Linked DNA regions of Zea mays: region 2 is linked to region 1. A link is a contact called in public Hi-C data. All regions are on one chromosome and are shown on one strand. Each heading gives the region's core, a stretch centred on a gene start, on an enhancer-like site or on the middle of the called end of the contact. The rest is flanking DNA. Distances are from core to core; before and after follow the strand shown.

Region 1 (6,932 bases), core at 2,136-4,635:
TTTAGCAATCACTCCATATTTTGATTTATCTTTTTTGTAAGTTTGAGTTCATGTGACTTATTTTAGAAACATGAGCTCACAAACTTCCTCTTATTTGGTCTCTGTATGGTAGAATTATGTTATTCTATAATCTCTATCGTTCAGTCAGTCATTGTGAACTCTCTTCTAATCGCTCCCTTTATTGGTCCTGTTGTACCAAGACATATTGGATGGAGTAAACCATAACATCAGTTTAGTCTAATAAAAAAATATTATGCGGAGAGCGGAGACAATCATTAAAAAATCTTGAGGTTTTTTGCTGGATAGTTTACGTGGGTATTGTTGTGAGTCGTCGCAACGCACGGACAACAAACTAGTATATATATATCACCTTCATTTTCAGTAAGCCACTCTAGTGATGAAAACAGACGAAAAAAACCATTGCTCATTTACGTTCACACAATTTACCACCGGAAACGAGTCCGGTCCAGAATAGCCGGGACGAAAACGGGAGCGGGATAAACGGTTGTGCGAAAACGAACGAGGATGGGAATATTAAGCGGAAACTCGTAATTTAATACAAACACAAATAATATTGATGGCTAACTAGTTATTGGCTAGTAGAGCAACAACACGAAGCAAATATATATAAAGGGACAATAAGTCATTGTTGTTTGCATGTGTGATATCTTGTCCCTAATGGATGGTGATATCCTGGCCAAGGCTTAATAGAATAGAGTACTCATACCAACAAGGTGCATCTTCTTTTTCGGAAGGCTATATCGAAATAACCTCCAAGTTAAGTGTTTTTTCTATTAGGTCTACAAAGGGCACGAAGTGTAGAAGAGGCTACCATACCGACGGTGGTGGCAGTGAGAAGATGCACTTTCCATCTTTCTTTAATTTGGTAAGATATGAACTTTATATGGTTATAATGTTTGGACCTCTTATGGTTCAAATATGTGGGCAAGACTTAGGCTGACACGAGTCGATGAAGGTTCGGCGTACTTTCGAGTCAGATCGAGTCACCGTTTTTATATTTTTGAATGGTTCAAATATTTTTTAGGCCTTCTCGGTCCGAAACTATGATCCGAAGCACGATAGACCTGACCTGGCCTAATTCCCAGTACTACTTTTTAGACCAATCATCCGTTTTCCGCGAGAGTCGTCGTCGAATTAATCAAAACTTCAGATTGGCCGACCAACAGCCGAACGCACGCACGCACGCACCAAGTTTTTTAGATTGAGCCTACCGTATGATGTCCTATGCCTACCTAATTGCCTATTCCTATGCACGCACCAAGTTTTGTAATGGTATTTAGATGGATATACTTGACATTTGTATAATATAAATGTTTAATCTTTGTGGGTACGGTTGACCCGACGGGTGAGCCATACCCACATGTGTATGAGTATGGAGGTAAATTCATACCCACTGTGGATATGAGTGATCCGACGGGGCTATTTTTTTTGTCGTGGGTATGGGTATAGGATAGTAATACTCGGTGGGTATTTACCCATTGCATCTCTAGTCAAGCTAGTATGACCCGAAGGCAGGGTTGGAGTGAGCCTTAATTTTCGGCACGCCGTGCCCTTGTCATGGCACGGGCTTAGGCCGACCTGACCCAATGAAGCATGTAGTGTTTAGTTTTCTTTAATTTAGTAAGCTGCATACTTTATGTGGTTGTAATGTCAGGACCTTTTGTGGTTCAAATATGTGGGCCATGCTTAGGCTGGCACAACCTATGAAAGTTTGGCGTTCTTTAGAGATGTGGGCCACTGTTTCTACCTTTTGGGTTGACCCGCCTAAAAGTTTTTTAGGCCTTCTCGGCCCGAGCCTATTTGGCCCAAAACACGATAGGCCCAACCGAACCCTATTCCCAACACTAGTGTAAGTGTAAAAAACAGACTGGGGAGGGAGAAACAACCCTCCCGGTATTATTATTCCCATGTAGCAATCATGGAGGCATGGGAGTTGGATCTAGATGGAGTGGATTGTGATGGAATTGGATATTTCCATGAGACAAATTGGAGGAAATCAAGAGATGAGGGTATATTGAGAGTGAAAGGAATTGAGGACCGAGAGTGGTGTGTGTGATGTATGTGGGAGGGTGGAGCTCGTTGTTGCTTACACTATGTTATTTGATGGTGGGCAGAATGGTCTTAGAGTCAAGTCTTTCGTTTGGGTTTTCCAAGTTTTTTATTATATTCTAGCAATACTATATAAAGAAATTAAACTAAGGTGTATGTGTTATATGGCATACTAGCTCGATGGATTATTAAACTATATTCACCTGTAGACAATAGTAAAAACAATCTAATTTGTATGCATTTGATGTGTAAGCCGTGCTAGCAACATGGGTCGTGCTTTTTGTCCAGCACGAGCACGACCCAAAATCAGGAGCCCAAAGCATGGCCCAACCCAAAGTCTATGGGTTGAGCTAGCATGACCTGAAGGCACGGCTGACCGGGCCTTAATTTTTGGTCTATCGTACCCTCAACATGGCGCAAGCTTAGGCCGGCTTGACACAATGAAGCACACAATGTTTAATTTTCTTTAATTTGGTAAGATATAGATTTATGTGGTTATACTGTTTGGAACTTTTGTGGTTCAAATATGTGGAGCAGACTTAGGCCGGTACGACCCGATAAAAGTTTGGTGTGCTTTAGAGTTAGGCTAAACCACTGTTTTTATATTTTAGAATGACACGACACGATCAAAAGTTTTTAGGGCATGTGCAATGGGTATCTTAAGTTGTGTCTTAGAGTGTGTCTAGAGGGGTGAATGTAAAAAAACTTAAGACATGTATCTTGACGAAGACACAATATCTTGGTTCTATGTTTGAGACAAGAGACTAGCTGATTGGTCACTTTAATTTATTAAATGCTCTGATTGGTACAATGAATATTGTAAGAAACATGTTTTAGACATGACCACTGTATTATGTTGTGTTTTAGTTGTGTCTTATACTTGGAGTACCGTGCAGCAGTATCTAGGTTGTACATGCCCTTAGGCCTTTTCGGTCAGAACCTATTTGATCCGAAGCATGATAGACACCGCATACATGGCCTAATTCCCAATACTACTTTTTAGATCAATCATCCGTTTTCCGCAAGAGTCGTCATCGAATTAATCAAAACGTAAGATTGGCCGACCAATAGCCGAACGCACGCACGCACCAAGTTTTTTAGATTGAGCCTACCGTATGATGTCCTATGCCTACCTAATTGCCTATTCCTACCCACACGAACAATCGAGCCAATCCAAACCAAACTCCCCGCGACAAAGCCCGAGACATGCACGCATGAGACCGGCTGAGCCGATGGATTGGAGCCGAGAGCCGAGGGGAGAGGGTCAAAAAGGCAGGAGTAGATCGCTCATGGCCGCGATGATGAGCGCCCCACGAGGCAGTCCCTTCGTCCCTTCCCTTCCATTAATAATTGCGGTGCACAGGAGCGGAGATCCACTTCACCCGCACCGCACAGCTCATGATTTGCACAGCCACCCTCGTCCGTCCCCGCCCAGCTGCTAGCGCAAGGAAGCAGCTGGCTGGCTCCAATCCCCCGCCACCCCGCCTATTTATAACACCACCACTTCCCTTGCCCCCTCCGCCGTCGCCGCCACCGCCACCACCACCACCGTTGCCGAGCCCTCGCCTCACCCTCACAGTCGTCTCAGGATGATGCCCCAGGCCAGCGCTAGCCTCGACCTCGGCCTCAGCCTGGGCCTCACCCTCACCTCCCAGGGCAGCCTCTCCTCCTCCACCACCACCGCCGGCTCCTCCCCCTGGGCAGCCGCGCTGAGCTCCGTCGTGGCCGACGTCGCCAGGGCGCGGGGTGACGCGTACGCGCAGCACCACGCCGGCGCCGCGATGACGATGCGCGCGTCCACGTCGCCCGACAGCGGCGACACCACCACCGCCAAGAGGGAGAGGGAGGGGGAGCTCGAGCGCACCGGCTCCGGAGGCGTCCGCAGCGACGAGGAGGACGGCGCGGACGGCGGCGCCGGCGGGCGCAAGAAGCTCAGGCTCTCCAAGGACCAGGCCGCCGTCCTCGAGGAGTGCTTCAAGACGCACAGCACGCTCAACCCCGTAAGCTAGCATCCCTCCCACCCTTTCCTCCTCGCCGTCGGTCGCGGCAGGTTCGATGCGATCTTGTCCCGGCGGTGTGTCTGATAATTTTTTTGTCGTGTGGTCTCGGGTGTTGCAGAAGCAGAAGGTGCAGCTGGCCAACCGCCTGGGCCTCCGGCCGCGGCAGGTGGAGGTGTGGTTCCAGAACCGCCGCGCGCGGACCAAGCTGAAGCAGACGGAGGTGGACTGCGAGTACCTCAAGCGCTGGTGCGACCGCCTCGCCGACGAGAACAAGCGCCTCGAGAAGGAGCTGGCCGACCTCAGGGCGCTCAAGGCCGCGCCGCCGTCGTCGGCCGCCGCGCAGCCCGCCTCGGCCGCCGCCACCCTCACAATGTGCCCGTCCTGCCGCCGCGTCGCGGCCGCCGCTAGCCACCACCACCAGCCGCCCCCGCCGCAATGCCACCCCAAGCCTACCGTCGCCGCCGGTGGCGGCAGCGTCGTGCCCAGGCCCAGCCACTGCCAGTTCTTCCCGGCCGCCGCCGTTGACCGGACGAGCCAGGGCACGTGGAACACCGCCGCGCCGCCGCTCGTCACCAGAGAACTCTTCTGATGCCGCCGTGACACACGTCCATGTCCGTCGACCGATCCATGCATTGCTCGCTGCTCGGTCGATCTTGCCATGGCAAGTGGAAAAAAGGTTAGATCGAAGAAGATGGTGATTGACGACGATTAGGAGAGGATCTCGCAGGTGGTGGACTGGCGGTTGGGGTAATTAATCAATTAATTAATTACAATTAATCAATCAGGAGACGAGAGGAGATTTGTTTTTTTTTTCTTCTGTTCTTTCCTTCTTCGATGAATTCATTCATCAGTTGGGTGGGTTTCTGAAAACGACGAACGAGCAACAAACAAACAAACAAACCAAAAGATGGCTGTCTGCTTTTTTTTTCCCTGATGGACGCCGTGTTAGTGTCATGTAAAACCAGCTCGCACCTAACCTCTGCTGCTGCTGGGTTGGTGAGAAATAACAGCGTGAGTGATTGTTTGTACTACTACTAATTGATTGGTGAAGAAAGTTAATGGGAATGAAATCTCTACTACAAGCAGCAGTATTATTTCTCGGTCGCCCGACAGCGCTATCATTATCTGCGGCCATCCATCCATCCATGTCTGTGGATCCGATCGGACCAATGATTTCTCCTTCCCGCTGCCGTGTGATTTGCACCTGACCAAGACCAATGCGATGCAACCAGCCTTGCTTGCTCAGCTGCTCTTCTTCATCAGTCTCGACAGAACCTTTATTACAGACAGTGACAGCCGAGATACTGAGATTATTTGACGGCGATGCGCACGAACGATTCATCATGAACAAGGGGGGAGAGGGAGACTGAGACTGAGACGTACTGCTGATATATAAATAAAATAAACATGCGCAAGGTGAGCTTTTTGCTCATGTTCTTTAATCGAAAGCAAATCTGAAGAGCAGTGACAGCGGGTTAAAGACCTAAAGTCACGGTCGTCAGAGCTTTAGGAGTGGCCAGTACGATTAGACTATGAAATCCTGCCTGATTGCATTGGGGGTTTGGGCCCGGCGCGAGTTCTTTTCAGCCGAGCCGACAGTTGTATCTTTACGCGATCTGCAGGGATCAGATTTAATCGAAAGCTTGCTTGCTTCCCAGCTTTCCAGTCCTCGCATGAACAGCTTGACAGCTTGTGTTGCCAATCAGCGCAGGAGAAAGGGCTGACCTGACCTGACCTGATCTAACCTAACACGGCTACTACTGTGTTCAGGGCAGGACGGCGAGAGTGCTTAGGAACAGTTTGCCCGAAAGATCCTCTCTTGAACTGAGTAGTAGTAGTTTGGCTTAAGCTCCCGCGTTCCAGATGAAGTGATCAAGATGTTGATGTCCCTTGTGCCTTTAGAACTGGATCAAGTGACCAACCCTAGCAGTTTTCATGTTCTTTCTGCCTTTAAACCATGCCCATGCTTTGTTTACTTTTACTGTCTTCTGAGAAAGCTGTTTACTTTAACCACTCACCCGTTGCTTTAACACAGCGCGTACGTATGGGAACTAGCACGTACTGTCATCAAAGGCTCACCTGCTCCCCCCAGAAACACTGTCAATATCTACTCGATCCTAGCTGATTGACGGTTTGCTTTCACATTTTTCTGCTGTGCTCCTTCTCAGGAACCGGTACCATTGCTAAAGACTAAAGATGGACAGTCTAAATAAACACATCACAGCACTTCCGTTACAGAGAGAACGAAAAGAACCGCTTAAAACAGCACCAGTAAGAGCATCTCCAAGAGTGTGCCTTAAAAATTAAAAAGAGGCTTGATTTAAAGTATTTGGGACACACAAAACAAATTAAGCCCCAACAGTGAAGCCCTATACCAAAATATAGTTGATGAGATAGGGCAGACCGAGAGGTGCAATATATCTAGGACAGAGGAAATATCGCCCTATTTAATTTGACGAAAAATATAAAATAGGACAATTGTTGGATCTATTTTCTGAAAAATATGCCCTACAATGTAAGATACTACATATATTTAGGGCACTGTTCTAATATGCACAGTTCATTTCGTCTCGGAATCAGATGCTAGATCATAACAATTGACATTGACTACAGGCTTATGCAAATGCATTGTTTGCATACGAGAGAGAGGAGAAGGAATGGCTTCGCTGAGACAGCGAGGTAATGCTATCAGATGACGTTTTTTTTTTTACATTTTTGCTTGAGCTGCTGCACAACCTCTAAAACCCTATCTGAATACTACTCGCATACATTTCTTAGAACAAAATAAAAAAAAAACCCTGGCAGCTTCGTTGTGCAAGACAAATCGGTCATCGCTGCGGCATCAAGAAGCATGCAATCCCG
Region 2 (6,956 bases), core at 1,594-4,093, 140 kb before region 1:
CGTGCCAAAACCAACATAACGTAAGACAATCCACGATACGCAAATAGTTTAGGTGATTGCTATGTTTCAATATTTCTGAAGGGAACTGAGCATAAAAATTTACATAAAAATAAAGAACTTACTGTAACTGTACGGACAACCCCTCCGCTAGCACCATCACGGGCCATAGCAAGGGAAACTACCTTCACCACAAATTTCTGTATATATGACCATTAGAAACATATTAGGAAAATTGAGGCAAGTTTTGTACTCTATAGTCTATTCGCTTTACACAATTAATAACCTTCAGTCATACTACTATACTACTACAATACTAGAAGAATGTCTAAAGTTTAGCACTTCACTTTTAGCACCTTTTAGTACTTCTGTTTGGATCTCTAAGTACTAAAATGTGCTAAAGGTGAAGTGCTAAACTTTAGCACACAATAGCAGTTTAGCTCCTTAAGGTGTGCTAAACTTTAGCACCCTGGTAAAGTTTAGCATATGGGGTCCAAACATGCCCTAAGAAGAACTTGGCAACATACCTCTGCCTCTTCCTGGCTCATTCCCTCTTTCCATTCATGATCAAGAAGTGCATAAAGATAACTGGAACCTGAGCCTGCGATTCAGAGCCAACATAACTGTCAGAAACAATAACCTGATGTAGCATGCACTTAAGAAAATAGAAAGGGTCATATTTCTCAGCAAAGCGAAGTTTTTCATAATGAGATTTACAGTATGATCACTCAGATATCATGTACAACTCAAGCAGTAAGTGATTTAATTACCATATCACTAGCCAGAGCACAAAAGATATGTTACAGCCAAGAGGATAATGGAAGTGGCATTGAAATACTACTTGAAAGAAAGGAACAATGCAACTTTATGGGCAAAATTATACCTCCAATTGCAAATGGTTGCTTCAAGATCGTTCCACCAAGAGGGACTGAGAAAATTTGGCCTCCCTCGTACTTATCCCATCCTCCAACAATCATGCCAGCTTGCAACATGTTCTGGATATTAATAACACACAATTTTTTTAGTTCAACAAGAGTTTAACATCAAATTACGACACCAGGTACTTATCAATGAGGAAAGTAAGTTTGTGCTGGAACCTGGAATGCTACGGAACATACCTTATTCTGATAAGCTAGCAACCTAATCAAGTTAGCTGCAACTTTAACAGTAGCTGGTTGTCCAAGCTGGATTCTGCATAGGAGGGTAACTTTAGCATCAACTACCTCGCATGTCAGATATCTCAAGTAATTGTATACCATCATATTGTTCAAAGAGAATTTAAGTATCATTCAGTATATTTATTCATCAAATGAAAGATCGAATACTGTTAAGTTGTGTATGAAGAACAAACTTACGTGTGTTGGTGGAGGAAATAACGTATATAGTCCGAAATGACTTGTGTATCAGCAGCCTGTGATAAATTAAAATAGCAAGAGTTTTGCATGTGAATTTGAAACTTGCAAAAATGAATGTGCCATCTCTGGCACCATGCAAAGGAGGAATTACTTTCTAGCAAAGACAATATGAGACGGGGTAGCATAAAAACAGCAATGAGAATAACTACTAGCTCATATACCGTTTAACTGATTCAGTAACGACACGGAATGTTCATTAATAACTTGTGAAAGGGCAAAGTAAGAAGAAAGTTTCTACCAAACATCATAGTAGAGCAATAACATTAGAAGACAACAACACTTACAGATCCAGAGCGACAAACGTACACATTGTCTGTCAATTGGGTAATCTTGTCTGAAGCACGGTTGGCTACATACATTCCTGAGTTGGAGCAGGAAATGTTAGCACTTGGCCAAATTTAAAATAAAGAATACATCAGCTTAATAATGAAATTTATTTGGCAGAAACAGGAGCAAAAGCATTTTTTCTGGACAAGTCCGAGTATGAATCTACACGAACTTAAGGAGGCATGTTTTCTATTAATTCGATATAAATCAATAAAAAACTTACATCCTTCAACAAAAGCGAGCACATAATCTCATCTGAGCTGAGCCTACATTTTCATAAGAACTATGATCATGGTAAACGTAGAAAAAAATAACTGTAACAGAGGGTGTTAGTTTTAGTTTAATCATATGAAATACAGCGCACAGCTCAGAGTTGGACTATTCTATATCTTTTCTTCATCAGAAATGAAGGCCAAAACTCATCCATTAGCGACCTTAAGAATTAAACAGGGTAGCATAGCCGACTACTAATACCCAAATTCATCTAATATCGCAAGTGGCAGCTAAGTGACTAGCAGGTAGCAGCGAAACAAATAGACCAATTGGCCCGATATCGCCAGTGTAAACAAATCAATGAACCTAACAGCCAAAGTAGAAAGGCTGCAAAGGCAGGACACATCACAGCCATCGACATCGCCAGACACGCCTCGATTCTCAACGATCCAAGCGAAAACCTAGGCCCGCAACGCCATCCCCGCGCCAAATCTACGGCAGGATCCCCTGCGGCATACACAGATCGATATGAAGCGAAGGGCGTACCAGTGCTGGTTCTGGAATCAGCGCCGAGGACGACGCCACCCTCGTAGCAGACCCCGACAATGGTGGTCCCCATCCGGTGCTCCCCGGTGGTCGGGGCGTCGCCGGCGGCTGCGGAGGAGCCCGACGTATCCATGGCGGGGACGGCGAGATCCGCGGCGGCAAAAACTCTAGTCGGCGAGGTGAGGCAGAGCGGGAGCGGTGGTGGTCTCGATTCAGGCGAGCGGCGTATCGTATTCCTGTATCGTTTGGCCTCCCTCACAAGAAAGAAACTGAGAAGAACTGAAGAGAAGAGGCACCTCCTGTTAGGTTCGGTGTTCAGTTGGGCCGGACGAGTCAGTGGTGTCGTGTCCATTCAAGCTTGGGCCAATATATTACTCGGCCTACAAAAGAGATAAATTAACCCGTACGGGAACGCTTCATTTTAAAGAATTAGAGATTCAGTTTTTCCAGTTTCACAACAAAATAGCCTGGTACAGCTTTTTTTTCAGCTTCTACACAGTTTTAAACAGAAGTTGTACTAAATAGATAGCTTCTGAAGTAACTTATCAATTCAGTTGTTTTTCATAATAAACTAAAAACAACCAACAAGCAAAAGCTGTTTTTACCAACTTCTCAGATAAACTGCTTTTCCGACAAGTATGGGTTATGCCATTATTTTCTATATTACAAAGCCGGTTCAAAATGGCTTTCTAAAGGGAATCCACGTCAACACGAAAAACTCAACCATTAGATCTAGTTTTGATGGTCACTAGGATCACCTGATCAGTCAACTCTCCATTTTGCTTCAGTCTCTCCCAGAAGCTTCGAGATTCCGCTCGACGAAACCCAGTCCCCGCCCCTCACACATCGTCCGGGTGGCTTCGTCCCCTCCCACCCCCACCCCCACCCCTGCCGCGCAAACGCTACCTCGCTAGCCCTGGTGCTCCCCTAGGTGCTTCGTCCATTCATTGCGACACAACCTGGCCGCCATGGGCTTCCTTCTCCTCTCCCCGTCGCCGCCTCAAACGCTGCCTCGCTGGCCTAGGTGCCCCATTGGTGCTTCGTCCCTCGCTGTGATGTGCGCTGGCCGACAGAAGCTTCTTCCTCCTCCCCTCCCCCCCTCCCCTCAAGCGTCGCTACGATGATAATTGGCTGCACCGTTCGATCTTCTTTTTACGGATAAGGATTTTTCTTGAATATTCTTTACAGCATGCACGGTTAGTCTTCAGAACGCTGGTGTTTTCTGGAGCTTTTTGGAACCAAGGTATCACCAAGATTGAGCTTCTGAAAATAGGTATCCCAAACACCGGAATTGGAATTTTAGTATTATAATCCTTTCAACTTCGTTTTTTTGCTATCGAAGTCTGATTTAGCCGATCCGCAGTCGCTGTTACGGCAGTCCATCTCACTGCCCCGTTTCTTAGAACGGATCGGCGCAGGAGCTGGAGCTGGTGACGCTCTTCTTTCCCGGCGCGCGCTGGAGCTCATCTTGTCCGACGGCGCTCCTCTCCCTGGTGCTCGGCCCTGTCTTCCTTCCCTGCCTAGGTATCCTCTCGAGCGCTCTATCCTCTCTGGTGCCCCTGTTCTCTTCCCTGGCGCTCCTCTCCCTGGTGCTCGACCCCCGTCGTAGGTGAGCGTTGTAGCCATCAATCTTGAGCAGCTCGTTGTAGGTTGCTTCCCTACGACAATGGAGAAATCTCCAAGATCCACTCCTATCGGATCAGGACCTGCTAGGGCCGGCACACGCAAAGATGTCGCAGAAGCTGCAAATGGGACTAGGCTGATTGATGGGAGTAGGCGCACATGCATCGTCGACACGAGCAACATTGATTATGGCACTAGTAGATTACGTCCGCGCCATCGATTATGTAGGACACATGATCTGGTATGTTTTACTGTAAATAACATTAAATAGTAACAGTCAATACTATAATGTGTTATTGAATCTCATTATTCATTTGGTTGTAGGCGCAGAGATATAATCGAGTTTGGGATAGTCTTTTAGACGCCATTAGACAGATGCAATTATCTGCCGATGAGTTGAGGAGGTTGAGCCACCGCAATCATGTGCCTGAGTATTTGGATATGGTGCACAAGAATTGCTTGGTTAATGCCATGAGTGATGTTACTGAAATTGCAAAAGGTCTAGACACTATGAGCAGGGATTTGGAGGAAGTTCTTATTAGTTCGCAACCTCTACTTGAGGATTACGAAGTCCTTGGAATGTACGATGATTTCAAATCTGATGTTCATTGTGATTGTACTGAGGAGTGTGGTTCGGATGAAGACAACTCTTCTTTTGACTCGGATGAGATCAATGATCGTCGTTTATCACATATGAACGAGCCTATCTGAGTTATTTGTCTGTGATAGAGTTGCCTCCTCGACAATAGCCATGTATTAATTTGATGTAGTATTCTATGGCCAATGTATTTTGTGAGACTTGTAGTTCATGATGTATTTTTAGTTCAACTTTGTTTCGGCCATGATTGTTTTGGCCATAATGTATCTTCAACTTGTAGTTCATGATGTACCTTCAACTATGTGTGCCCAGTTTAATGAATTCAACTTATTCCAGCTTGTGTTCATAAGCTCCTCTATACTGAGCTTTTCCAGAAGAACAGACCCAAAGTACTGAGCTCCTATATACTGAGCTTTTCCTATTGTCATGGATATATCTGTGCAAAGTGCAAACCTACATACCCATATAAACATTATTTCAGAGTAATAGTTTCTACATGGATCATGTTTCCTCTATGGCTGTCTCATGTTTGATACTGGACATTAGAATATGCTCCTTTCAAGTTCTTGCGTAAAAGAAAATTTTGCATTCTGATTCTACTGTTTTTTTAGCATCATGTTAGCTGAAACCTCAGGTGTCCTGAATATGTCAAGCATCCCTCTGGTTCTGAAAATTTTAAACAATCCAGCATTAAAGAGTGCCATTTGTGCCTTTTCCATGCAGATAACTTGGCAGCTAACTTCAGCAGAAAATTAGCAGACTACATAATCTACATTATTGATGTCTCTGGTGGGGACAAGATACCAAGAAAAGGTCTTATCATGACTGAATTAACACATGATCATTACTAAATGAACTGGTTCCCATCCGATGGTTCCTAACTAAATGAACTCTTATTAACACAATTCACAGATTCAGCAGGTTCATTACTAAATGAACTGGTTCCCATCCGATGGTCATGACTGAATTCACTGCCAGAAACACAAGCGACTGCCAACAAGCGACTGGTTAACAGTCCGAAAACAAGCTACTGAATTCACCAAGCGAAAACAATTCACTGCCAGAAAAATCTGGACTGCCAGAAAATCCGTTTGTTGATGATCATTAAGTGCTAAAAAATTCTGGACTGCCACAAACACATGATCATTCACTTCCAGAAATTGTTCACACAAACAGAAATTCTTAGACTTTGTTCACAGAAACTTCTACTGCTAGATACATATAAATTGTTCACAGAACTTAAGCTGCTACTCAGAAACAGAACTTCTTCTTCGGAGTAAGCTTCTTTTTGACAGTTGTCCGAAGTCTCCTAGGTGGTGACCATTCGCTTGTTGACAGCTGAATAGTAGAAGCCTCTTCTATTATTGGCAGCGAGGAAGAAGGGATGTTGTTAACAGGTTCTTGTGATGTTGTTTCCATGCCAACAAGCTGATGATCAGTATCAGCCTCTGGCGGTGTTGGAAACCATTTCTTTGTTGTGTTTTTCCTTGGCCTCCGTTTCATGTGATGATATAAGTTAGATAAACAATAATAATGTTACAAAGAAAGTTGACGTTTACGTAGTACCTTTTCTTTGTACCATTAAGGGGACACTTGTAGCTACTCTTCCTATGCCCTAACTCCCCACAATTTGGACACTTGATTTTTCCCCTAATTAGTTTCTTTGTTTTCTCGTTGTCATTTGAAGGCTTCTTCTTGCTGCTACCACCCTCAAGACAAGTCTTGATCCTATTTTTCCTTTGACGTCCGACACCTCTTTTACCAAGGGGTGCACCAACCTCTTTTGCAAAGTCCACCTTAGGCCAAAACAATTTGTTCTCAATTGGCTCCACCAATCTTGAGTATGCTTTCCTATACATCTCTACAGAGTAGTAATCATCAACAAACTCCTCCATCATCGCATCTCTGAATTGTTGTGCAGTTATTAGACATAATGCATGGTGGCAAGGCTTCCTGGTATGTTGCCACTCTAGGCATGACCATTCTCTTAGATATGCCTTCACCACATATCTAGAAACACAGTCACTGTTGTCTCTCACCTCGGCAACATAGTCATCACCTTTTATGACTTCCAGGTGTCCGAGCCCTCGAGTACGTGCATTTAGTTGGGCTATGATGGAGGGTAGTATCTTTCCTTCTAACCTCCGTCCAATTCGCCTTCTCTTATGAATCCACACTCAAATAAGGTCTGCAACCTTGTAAGAAGCCTGTGATACATGGTCCAAGAGCACAAAAGA

The links. Hi-C and Micro-C count contacts between places; a contact is called where the count stands out from the background.
Region 2: a contact with region 1 is called in a Hi-C map of ear, with 1.7 times the contacts expected there. The contact joins the promoter of LOC100272427 here to the promoter of LOC103638100 in region 1. A contact is called at or near these places in 3 of 25 Hi-C or Micro-C datasets (bundle sheath, ear and tassel) and 1 of 3 datasets of contacts at active chromatin or transcription factors (leaf).

Annotation. Positions count from the first base shown.
Region 1 is chr9:22,684,065-22,690,996 of Zm-B73-REFERENCE-NAM-5.0, reverse strand. LOC103638100 (homeobox-leucine zipper protein HOX2) reads left to right here and starts at 3,385. Exons shown (of 2, transcript XM_008661089.3): 1 at 3,385-4,070; 2 at 4,189-5,158. The coding sequence starts at 3,660. The coding sequence ends at 4,659. LOC103639799 (U-box domain-containing protein 35) reads right to left here. Exons shown (of 9, transcript XM_020544028.3): 9 at 6,580-6,932.
Region 2 is chr9:22,827,602-22,834,557 of Zm-B73-REFERENCE-NAM-5.0, reverse strand. LOC100272427 reads right to left here and starts at 2,843. Exons shown (of 8, transcript NM_001359711.1): 1 at 2,499-2,843; 2 at 1,697-1,773; 3 at 1,353-1,408; 4 at 1,116-1,188; 5 at 881-992; 6 at 525-598; 7 at 123-197. The coding sequence starts at 2,631.